Regions from separate parts of the Mus musculus genome. Here all the other regions are linked to region 2. Evidence: chromatin contacts called from public HiChIP or PLAC-seq and promoter capture Hi-C data. All regions are on one chromosome and are shown on one strand. The core of a region is the stretch at or near the end of the contact, and the rest is flanking DNA. Distances in the headings are between cores, read along the strand shown. Region 1 overlaps Actn4 (actinin alpha 4). Region 2 holds the start of Capn12 (calpain 12). Region 3 overlaps Actn4 (actinin alpha 4).

The links. Promoter capture Hi-C pulls out the DNA fragments that hold promoters and counts their contacts. HiChIP or PLAC-seq counts read pairs in DNA pulled down with a chosen protein or histone mark.
Region 1: a contact with region 2 is called in an H3K27ac HiChIP or PLAC-seq map of embryonic stem cells, with 6 read pairs. The contact joins the enhancer-like site here to the promoter of Capn12 in region 2. A contact is called at or near these places in 1 of 39 promoter capture datasets (macrophages), 1 of 15 datasets of contacts at CTCF or cohesin (the NIH/3T3 cell line), 2 of 484 Hi-C or Micro-C datasets (embryonic stem cells and nephron progenitors), 4 of 115 datasets of contacts at active chromatin or transcription factors (bone marrow-derived macrophages, embryonic stem cells, extraembryonic endoderm stem cells and 1 more) and 2 of 9 other capture datasets (adipose tissue and liver).
Region 3: a contact with region 2 is called in a promoter capture Hi-C map of epiblast stem cells, with 3 times the contacts expected there. The contact joins the enhancer-like site here to the promoter of Capn12 in region 2. A contact is called at or near these places in 5 of 39 promoter capture datasets (the 3T3-L1 cell line, embryonic stem cells and epiblast stem cells), 1 of 15 datasets of contacts at CTCF or cohesin (the NIH/3T3 cell line), 17 of 484 Hi-C or Micro-C datasets (the AML12 cell line, the C10 cell line, Th1 cells and 7 more), 10 of 115 datasets of contacts at active chromatin or transcription factors (the HPC-7 cell line, embryonic fibroblasts, embryonic stem cells and 6 more) and 4 of 9 other capture datasets (adipose tissue, embryonic stem cells, liver and 1 more).

Annotation. Positions count from the first base shown.
Region 1 is chr7:28,938,371-28,941,070 of GRCm38.p6, forward strand. The region is part of intron 1 of Actn4 (actinin alpha 4); the gene reads right to left. Among named protein-coding and RNA genes, the nearest start is that of Gm51446, 3.2 kb to the right of the region's middle. Within about 2 kb of position 1,256, at least 54 of the 459 cell types and tissues checked have an H3K27ac peak or open chromatin away from gene starts, as enhancers often do. A contact at or near this core is called in adipose tissue, embryonic stem cells and extraembryonic endoderm stem cells, where this site is marked.
Region 2 is chr7:28,880,308-28,883,122 of GRCm38.p6, forward strand. It overlaps Capn12 (calpain 12), which reads left to right and starts at 1,349. Exons shown (of 21, transcript NM_001110807.1): 1 at 1,349-1,653; 2 at 2,244-2,313; 3 at 2,463-2,581. The coding sequence starts at 1,417.
Region 3 is chr7:28,918,731-28,921,445 of GRCm38.p6, forward strand. Actn4 (actinin alpha 4) reads right to left here. Exons shown (of 21, transcript NM_021895.3): 2 at 224-338; 3 at 1-61. Among named protein-coding and RNA genes, the nearest start is that of Gm38978, 7.4 kb to the right of the region's middle. Within about 2 kb of position 1,286, at least 126 of the 459 cell types and tissues checked have an H3K27ac peak or open chromatin away from gene starts, as enhancers often do. A contact at or near this core is called in the AML12 cell line, the NIH/3T3 cell line, adipose tissue and 4 more, where this site is marked.

The DNA of each region.
Region 1 (2,700 bases), core at 6-2,505, 58 kb after region 2:
ACAGTGAAAAATAAGATCTAAAGAATGGAAATGGAAAGAGGCTAGCGGCCGGGCATGGTGGCGCATGCCTTTAATCCCAGCACTTGGGAGGCAGAGGCAGGCGGATTTCTGAGTTTCAGGCCAGCCTGGTCTACAGAGTGAGTTCCAGGACAGCCAGGGCTACACAGAGAAACCCTGTCTCGAAAAAAACAACAACAAAAAAACAAAAAACAAAAAAACCAAACCAAACCAAACCAAAAAAAACCAAAACAAACAAACAAAAAAAGAGGCTAGCACTGAGGCCCTTGTGAAGGCACCAGGCAAGAGAGAACATGACTGTATCTGGGAAATGTGGATGTGACTGGAAAGTCTAGTGGACAAAGCACATGCCACAGGGCCCCATCATGGGAACAAAGATACCTAGGAGCAAGCCAAGCAGGATGATGCTCAGCCCTATGACAACAGCTCAGAGAGCCCAAGGCAATGCTTGGGCCAAACTACTTCCAACTGGTGCAAGGACCTGACCGCTTGGCTGTGCTCTTACAATGGGACAAAGAAGCTGTTTCAGAACTGTTCCTCGCCCCCGCCCCCCACCCCCCTCGGGCTTCCTGGGAGGAAAAGCTACAACTTGTGCTTTTCTGGGCCTGTCTATAGCAGAGCAAAGCTGTCTGTGTACCTCCTAATATCTGGTCTAGAGGCTACATACATGCAGCATTCTGCATGATGCATGTGCTCAACATATGCTTAGGGAGATTTGTGGGCTCTGTAGCCCCCTCTAAGCCCACTGCAAAGACACTGCTACCTACCCCTTGCCTCTGTTCAGCTCTATCCACTATCACCTCTGAGATGGTATGAGGAAGACATGCTTACTATCTGGCAGCTGAGCTGACTGCAGCTCAGTCTTCCATAAAGAGCCGGCTTCTAATATGACACCATGGAACTCTCTTCAAAGCCCCCCCGCCCCCCGCCCCCCACATCCAACCCCATAAAGATGCCATCTCTCTAAATCCTGACCACTCTGGGGTGGAGACTCTTGGCCATGATTTTGTAAATAAGAAAACTGAGGCTTCTTTGCCTGAAGTCCCCTAGGCAGGCAGAGAGCCTCTGGTATACTCCAGCTTGTAGCCTGAATCCCTGGAAACCAAGCTCAAGAGTATGGTAGTACTCACAACCTGAGCACATGGGTCCCAGGAAAGAGGCTCACAAGTGTATGAGCCCTGTGGCCAGGCCTCTGGGGGAGGAGGCAATGTGGTGCCCTCACTGGGCTCACTCAGCTGAACCTTCACCAGGGAACCTCTGCCCGACACCTCATTAGCCAAAGTGCTTGTGTTACAACATGGACTAGAGCCCTTCAGATAGCTGGAGGCTCCCAGGTCAGCTCTCAAGAACGCATCGAGATGCTCACACAGATCCTCCTTCTCAAAAGTTATTTCTGGGCTTATTAAAAAGCAACAGTCAAGAAAACCACACCCAATCCAGGTTGGCTGTACTCTCATCGTGCGAATCTCAGACCAGGATTAATTCTTTGGCTGGTTTCAAACCTTCAATTTCAAAGCTATCTAGTTTGTGCTTGTCTACAAAGGAATGTTACTGGGCACCTCCCACTAGCAGCACAGAAAACAACTCCCACTACCGTCACCTGCTCCTCCAGACCAAGCCATATATAGGCAGCCAACTTCAGAAGGCCTCGCTCAACTCTCTACTCCCCACTACTTAATCAGGTTCCCCAACACAATCTTTAGCCAAATGCCTCTCTCCTAAGGGTCCAGGGAACAGAGAGGTGGGCTATGAAACCAGAGATTTCTCCAACTCTCTCCTCACCACACCCCATCCTCTGGACAGGATGCCATCTCATGCTTGAATCCCAAGCCTCACCAGGAGACCAACTGCTCCATCCTGCTAGAATAGCCAAAAAGGGGGAAAGCCCTATTTGGTTCTCAGCTCTGCTGTTCACAGGCTAGGTGGCCTAAGGCAAGCCAGGTCCCCTTATCCCCAAGGCTGTTTATCAATGCCGAGTGCATGTGAGGCTAAGCTGAAGGAATGCTGGTGTGCCATCTGTACCAGCATCAGATGACACAGTTTCTGAGATGTCCCTCTTGCCTGGGAGCCTCAAGGGCAGGGCTGGCCCTGGACTTTTCGATGCTGTGTACTCAGTGTCTAAAACATTGACTAAATGTTTGTGGACAATGTTGTCTCACGAGGGCCTATCTTCCTGGCCCCTAGACATGTGGCCGATTTCTCACCTCTCAAATGCCTCTCCAGGTCGCTCCTTCCCAGCCTATTTCACCTCAGAAAGAGCACACCTTGAAACACTTCATTATCTGAGAGTTGTGTGCTGGGTTGCATCGTTAGCTCCACAAGGACAGGAGGCCTACTTTGTTCCTACCACTTTAACAAACAAAACAGAACAAAAAAATCTGAAGCTGGTAAGATGGCTTCTTACACTCTGCTCCGATTCACTGCCATCCTTTTTCCATTCATTCCAAATCCACCAAAAAGGATACGTTGGGGGTAGAGGGCACAAACCCTTATAAAACTTGGTGTGGTGAGTGTATGGCTGGAACCCTGGCACCCAGGAAGCTAAGGCAGGAGGATATAAAATCTGAATCCAGCCTGGTCTACGTAGCAATTTCCAGGCCAGCCAGGGGTATTGAGACTCTTGTCAAAATAAACAAAAAACCCTCTAAAACCTCACATAATACTGCTATGTGATCCACAGTG
Region 2 (2,815 bases), core at 99-2,598:
GAGGCATATGGAGTTTATGTGACTTAGCCCAAGACACACAGTCCTTTGTCCCACAATTTAGCCTAGGCTGGTCTGGAATTCAGGTTCCTCTGGTCTCTTCCTTCCAAGAGCTGGAATCACAAGGGTGAAGCATCACACTTGACCTCAGACCTGCAATCCTAAGTGACAGACTGGGCTGAGACTTGAACCAACTACCTGTCTTTGTGTGGTCCCAGCAACTCTGCAGGAGGAAAAATCTGTGCGATTTTTCTTTGTTTCATTACTGGGTCTCTTGTAGTTTAGGCTGCCCGATATTTGCTGTAAGCTAAGACTACCGTAGAACTCCCGATTCTCCTGCCTCGGACAGCCCCTGTTGTTGGCTATGGTGCTTGGAGGGCCGGGGTTGGATGGCAGATGTTGAAAGCTTGAGTTGTCAACGTCTCAGCAAAATTAAAGTGACTAGGCTCCCCTGGGGCCAGAGGCACTGAAAGGCAAGACTGCCTGCCTTGCCAAAGATCCTCCTCCGCCTGCTTCACGGAGCCTGCTCGGCTTGGAGAGGGGCCGCAGCATCCCAGGCACAGGTGACCACATTCACAGCACAGAGCAGAACCTGTTTTCTGTAGTCAGCCTTGCCTGGGTGACCTAGCCATGGTCTACCTTCCTGAGAGCTAGCAGAGGGAGCTGGGAGGAAACCAGGTGTGGTGTTTTATAAATATAAAAAAGGAAAGAGCCAAGGATATGTTTATATCTGAGTTCCATGCCAGCCTGGTCTACGGAGTGAGTTCCAGGACAGCCAGGGCTACCCAAGAGAAACCCAGTCTGTCTCCAAAATCCCAAACCAAACGAACAAAAGGACAAAACCCTTCAAAACAAAACAACAATCACACCAGTAGATCTAACACCAGGGATCCTGAGGCAAGAGAGCCTGGGAGCCCGAGGCTAACCTCGGAAACTCAGTGAGACCAGGTCTCAAAGTCAGTCGATGAAGGGCCTTGGAGCTGCAGGTGCAGAGGATGCTTGCCTGCCACATCGGGAGGTTCAGTCCTCAGCACTGTCCCCAGCTGAGGAGACAGGGAGGCTGGGCTGGGCTGAGGTATGGCAACAGGAAGAAGCACGCGGAAACACACCCCCACGTTGACCTCCTTCCCGGCACTCCCAGAGCCCGGCTGGTCCTCCTAGGCCTGCCCACCTTTTGTGTGCTCCAGGTCATTAAGCTGCTAAACTCGCCACAACTGAGGGCTCCGTGCCCCAGGGAGGAAACCACTGAAGAAGCGTCCCTGCTCCTTCGCACCCCAAACCATCAATTAATATTAACAAGGGAGAATGCTCCTCGATGCCTAAAGACCCCCAACAGGGTACAAATGGAGCAGGAGCCACGCCCCCCATGACTCAGGAGGTTAAAGGGCTTGGGTCCATCTGTGTGCCCAGAGTGTCCGAATGGCGAGTGGCAACAGGAAGGTCACCATCCAGCTGGTGGACGACGGGGCCGGGACTGGAGCTGGGGGCCCACAGCTCTTTAAAGGCCAGAACTACGAAGCCATCCGAAGAGCTTGCCTGGATTCCGGGATCCTGTTTCGTGACCCTTGCTTTCCTGCTGGCCCTGATGCCCTTGGCTATGACAAGCTGGGACCTGACTCAGAGAAGGCCAAAGGGGTGGAATGGAAGAGGCCCCATGTAAAGTGGGGCTGGGCTGGGACCTGGGTCTGATGGGGGAGGGCCAGGACAAGGACTCCTGGGTCTGAGGGAGGAGGACCAGGTCCTGGACTCTTGGATCTGAGGGAGGAGGGCCAGGGCCTGGGTCTGAGGGAGGAGGACCAGGGCCTGAACTCTTGGGTCTGAGGGAGGAGGACCAGGGCCTGAACTCTTGGGTCTGAGGGAGGAGGACCAGGGCCTGAACTCTTGGGTCTGAGGGAGGAGGGCCAGGGCCTGGGTCTGAGGGAGGAGGACCAGGGCCTGGACTCTTGGGTCTGAGGGAGGAGGGCCAGAGTCTTAGCCTGAGGGATCAGGGCCAGGACATGAACCCTTGAGTGTAAGAGAGACAGGCTGAGGTCTAGAATCCTGGTTCTTAGGAAAAGGGAGTGGGGGATAAGAGCAGACTCAGCCACGGGATTCAAGGGGATCCAGGAAGGCAAACTCCCACCCACAGACTTTCCCAAGGTTGGAGGCCCTCACTACCTGGGTACTGGTGTCAGGGCTCAGGCCTCTGACTTCTCCATTGTTCCAGCCTTCCCTTACCTGGCTTCTCTGGAACCTTAATCTTCCAGGAGTTTTGTGCTGAGCCCCAGTTCATCTGTGAAGACATGAGCAGAACAGATGTGTGCCAGGGAAGCTTGGGTGAGCCCCCTTGTGACTGTCTGGAGCCCCTAGACCCAGGACTTGAACAGCTCCTCTCCTCTGTCTCCTGTCCCCATGGCTTCTTTCTTCAGTCTGCTGGTCTCTGGTCCACTCGTACCTAATCTGAGCCTCTTTCCTCCTCCTCCTAGGAAACTGCTGGCTTCTTGCAGCTGCTGCCTCCCTCACACTCTACCCCAGGCTCCTGTACCGGGTGGTCCCCCCTGGACAAGGTTTCCAAGATGGCTACGCGGGGGTCTTCCATTTTCAGGTAGAGTCCAGTTCCTTGCTCTGTGCCTCAATTTCCCCCGTGGTAGCATGATGACATAGGCTTCACAGTTACCATTATGTCCCTACCCCAGCGCAGGGGGACTGGAATTCCAGAACTTGGGAAGCAGAAGGCAAAAGCGGGGGTTGGAGGTAGGAATCAGGCAGGGTCTGGAAGCTGAGCCGCTCCTGCCCTGTGTTTTGTTTTGTTTTGTTTTGTTTTGTTTTGTTTTTCTTC
Region 3 (2,715 bases), core at 36-2,535, 38 kb after region 2:
TTTACATTGTTGATCTTGTGCACTCGCATCTTCCCCCGCTCTGGCTTAGGCAAACGCTCCCCTGAGAAGACAGGTGGTGAGGGGGATCTTCACAGTCACTCAAACCACTCCCAGCCCTACCACACAGGCTGAAACTGTCAAGCTTCCCAGTGGCAAAGGGGCAGCACCAGTGCCTGCTAGAGCAGGGTATAGTATGGGTTGCACAGTGCTACCTGAGCCTTACCTGAAATGACCTCCAACAGAAGCATAAGTTTGAGCCCATCCCTGAAGTCCTCATCGATATTCTCGATCTGAGTGCCAGCCTTCCGAAGATGAGAGTTGCACCAGGCTGTGAAGGTCTAAGGAAGAGGAACAGAGAAGGGATAGAGGTAAGCCAGCATCAGGGCTTTACACCAAGCAGTACTGACCCTCTATATACATCATGCCTTAAGACAGGTTCTCACGTAGCCCCGGCTGGATTCAAGGATGGCCTCCTAGTCTTTTGGCCTCCACTTCTCCAAATGCTGAGATTATGTAAGCATGGGACCACATTCAGCTACATACAATTTTTTTCCTGATCTTAAAAGTGATCTAGGCAGGCTGTTAAAGAGGCATTCATTCCCAGGCAGACACCGGTCCAAGAGTTAACAGGCTTTCTTTACGTAGCCTCAGCTGTGACCTTCCTACTACTGGACACATATGACCTGGGGCAAGAAAACTAGTGGGTGAGCAAAGTATTCTACAAACCAAGCCTCCCTGGAGCTGAGGTAACCCAGCAGCTAAGCCCTCTGCTGTAAGCCCCAATTCTGACCCATAGTTTGCAGCCTCACAGGTCAAACACCTTGGCCTCCCTACATAGTGCATTCTTCCAAATGTTGGAAACTGGATGTGCCTTAGGGGTGGCTGAAAGGTAAGACGTATCTGGGAAGTTTCTGAAGCTCAGGTAGATGCTCTGGAAGAGAGCTACAAAGTAAGAAGCTGCCGTCCCAGAGCCCAGCATACTGCAAATGGTGGCAGAACACCCAAGTGCAGGGCCACTCAGTGCCTGCAAGCTGAAGCCTGTTATCTCTGCCACAGAAGCGGCTCAGATCAGTTAATACAAACAAGCCCAGACATCTTCTGGGGAAACTGGCCCTCTCCCTCCCACGGCAGGATCTGGGAAAACCCAAGCCTTTGCTCTCCTAGGAGCCCCCAGAACAGAAATGGGCAGCCCGCCAGGAACATGCAAGAGCACATTCCATGCCTGGGGTGTAAGCAAAGGCCACACGGGGTGCCAAGGGCTTCCATGGAGCCTCTGGCCAAGCATCATGTGTTTTGACAACTGCCGGCAGGCCTGCTCATTCAGAGACTCAGCAGAAGGCGCCTTCCAGACAAAGACACTGTCTAATAATACACCAACCTACAGCGAGGACTCAGCAAATGAGGGCAGCTGGAGTAGCCAGACCCAACCACTCACCCATGCTGCTATGCAAAGTGCTATGACTGGGAGACAGAGACCCCTCCTGGTTGCACTCTGGTGTTTCTCACCTACCCATGCCTCTGCCTACTTTGTAGCCTTGCAATGGAACCATCACTTACCCATCACTCAAAATGCAACCCATGTGGGTGTGGTGGTACATGCTTATAACTCCAGCACTCAGGAGGCAGACACAGGAGGATCATAGTTTGAGGCTAACCTGAGCTAACATACCAAGAATCTGTCTCATAACAACTAAAACTAAAACACGGTATAGCTCCTCCTAAAGACTGACCCACCACTCTGCACAGTCTGGTTCTGACCCAGTGTCAGCTACTGATCGCTGACAATGATCTCTTCTGTCACCCACATCTGTGTGCTCCTTCAGGGGAGGGACCCCAAAGCAGGCTCTCACTTACCTGTTTGCCAATCCCCTCCTCCTCCAGCCCCAATTCTCCTTCTTTCACCTGACAGGTCTGAATTCAGACAAACCAAGTCTAGACTTGGCTATAATTCTGAGACAAATTTTCTAACCTTTCCTAACATCCATTTTCTCTTACCTAACACAGCAATGAAGATGCCACTGGGGCTGTGAACATTATAAAGACCTGTGTGTGTGCTAAGGCAGTAGTGCTCAATGTCTCCTCTGCCCCTAACTTCAGGAATCCTGTCAACTGCTTCAAGTGGTTGGTTACTCTGAGCTCTGTCCACCCTAGACTGCAGGTACAGACCATGGCTCACATCATGCAGCAGTCTCCATCCATGTCTATTTTTTCTTTTCTTTTGGGGGTTGGGGGAGTAAGAGAGGCTAGCCTCCCTCTCACTATGTGGCTTTGAACTTTTTAATTTTGAAACCTAGAAGAGGGCATCGAATTCTCTGAAACTAGAATTTATACACAGCTGTGAACTGCCATGTGGGTGCTGGGGGTTGAACACAGGCCTTCTGGGGGTGCTCTTTACCACTAAGCCATCTCCACTGCGTTGGCTTTGAACTCTCAATCTTCTTGCCTCCCCCTCCCAAGCACTAGGATGACAAGTGTGAACTACCATGCCTTTTTTAATTGTTGTACGGATTCTAGCAGACACACACCCCACTCTCCTGCCATGTGTGATCCTTCTTGTTGTCCAAAATACAGTGGGCAGGTACTGTACTCAGAGATAAGCTGGGGCATGATTCAGTGGTGGTGTGCGTGCCTACTGCACAAAGCCCTTGGGTCTTATCCACAGCACTGCTAATCTCAAGAGCAAAGCTCAAGGGGAATACGGCCCAGGGTGCAGAA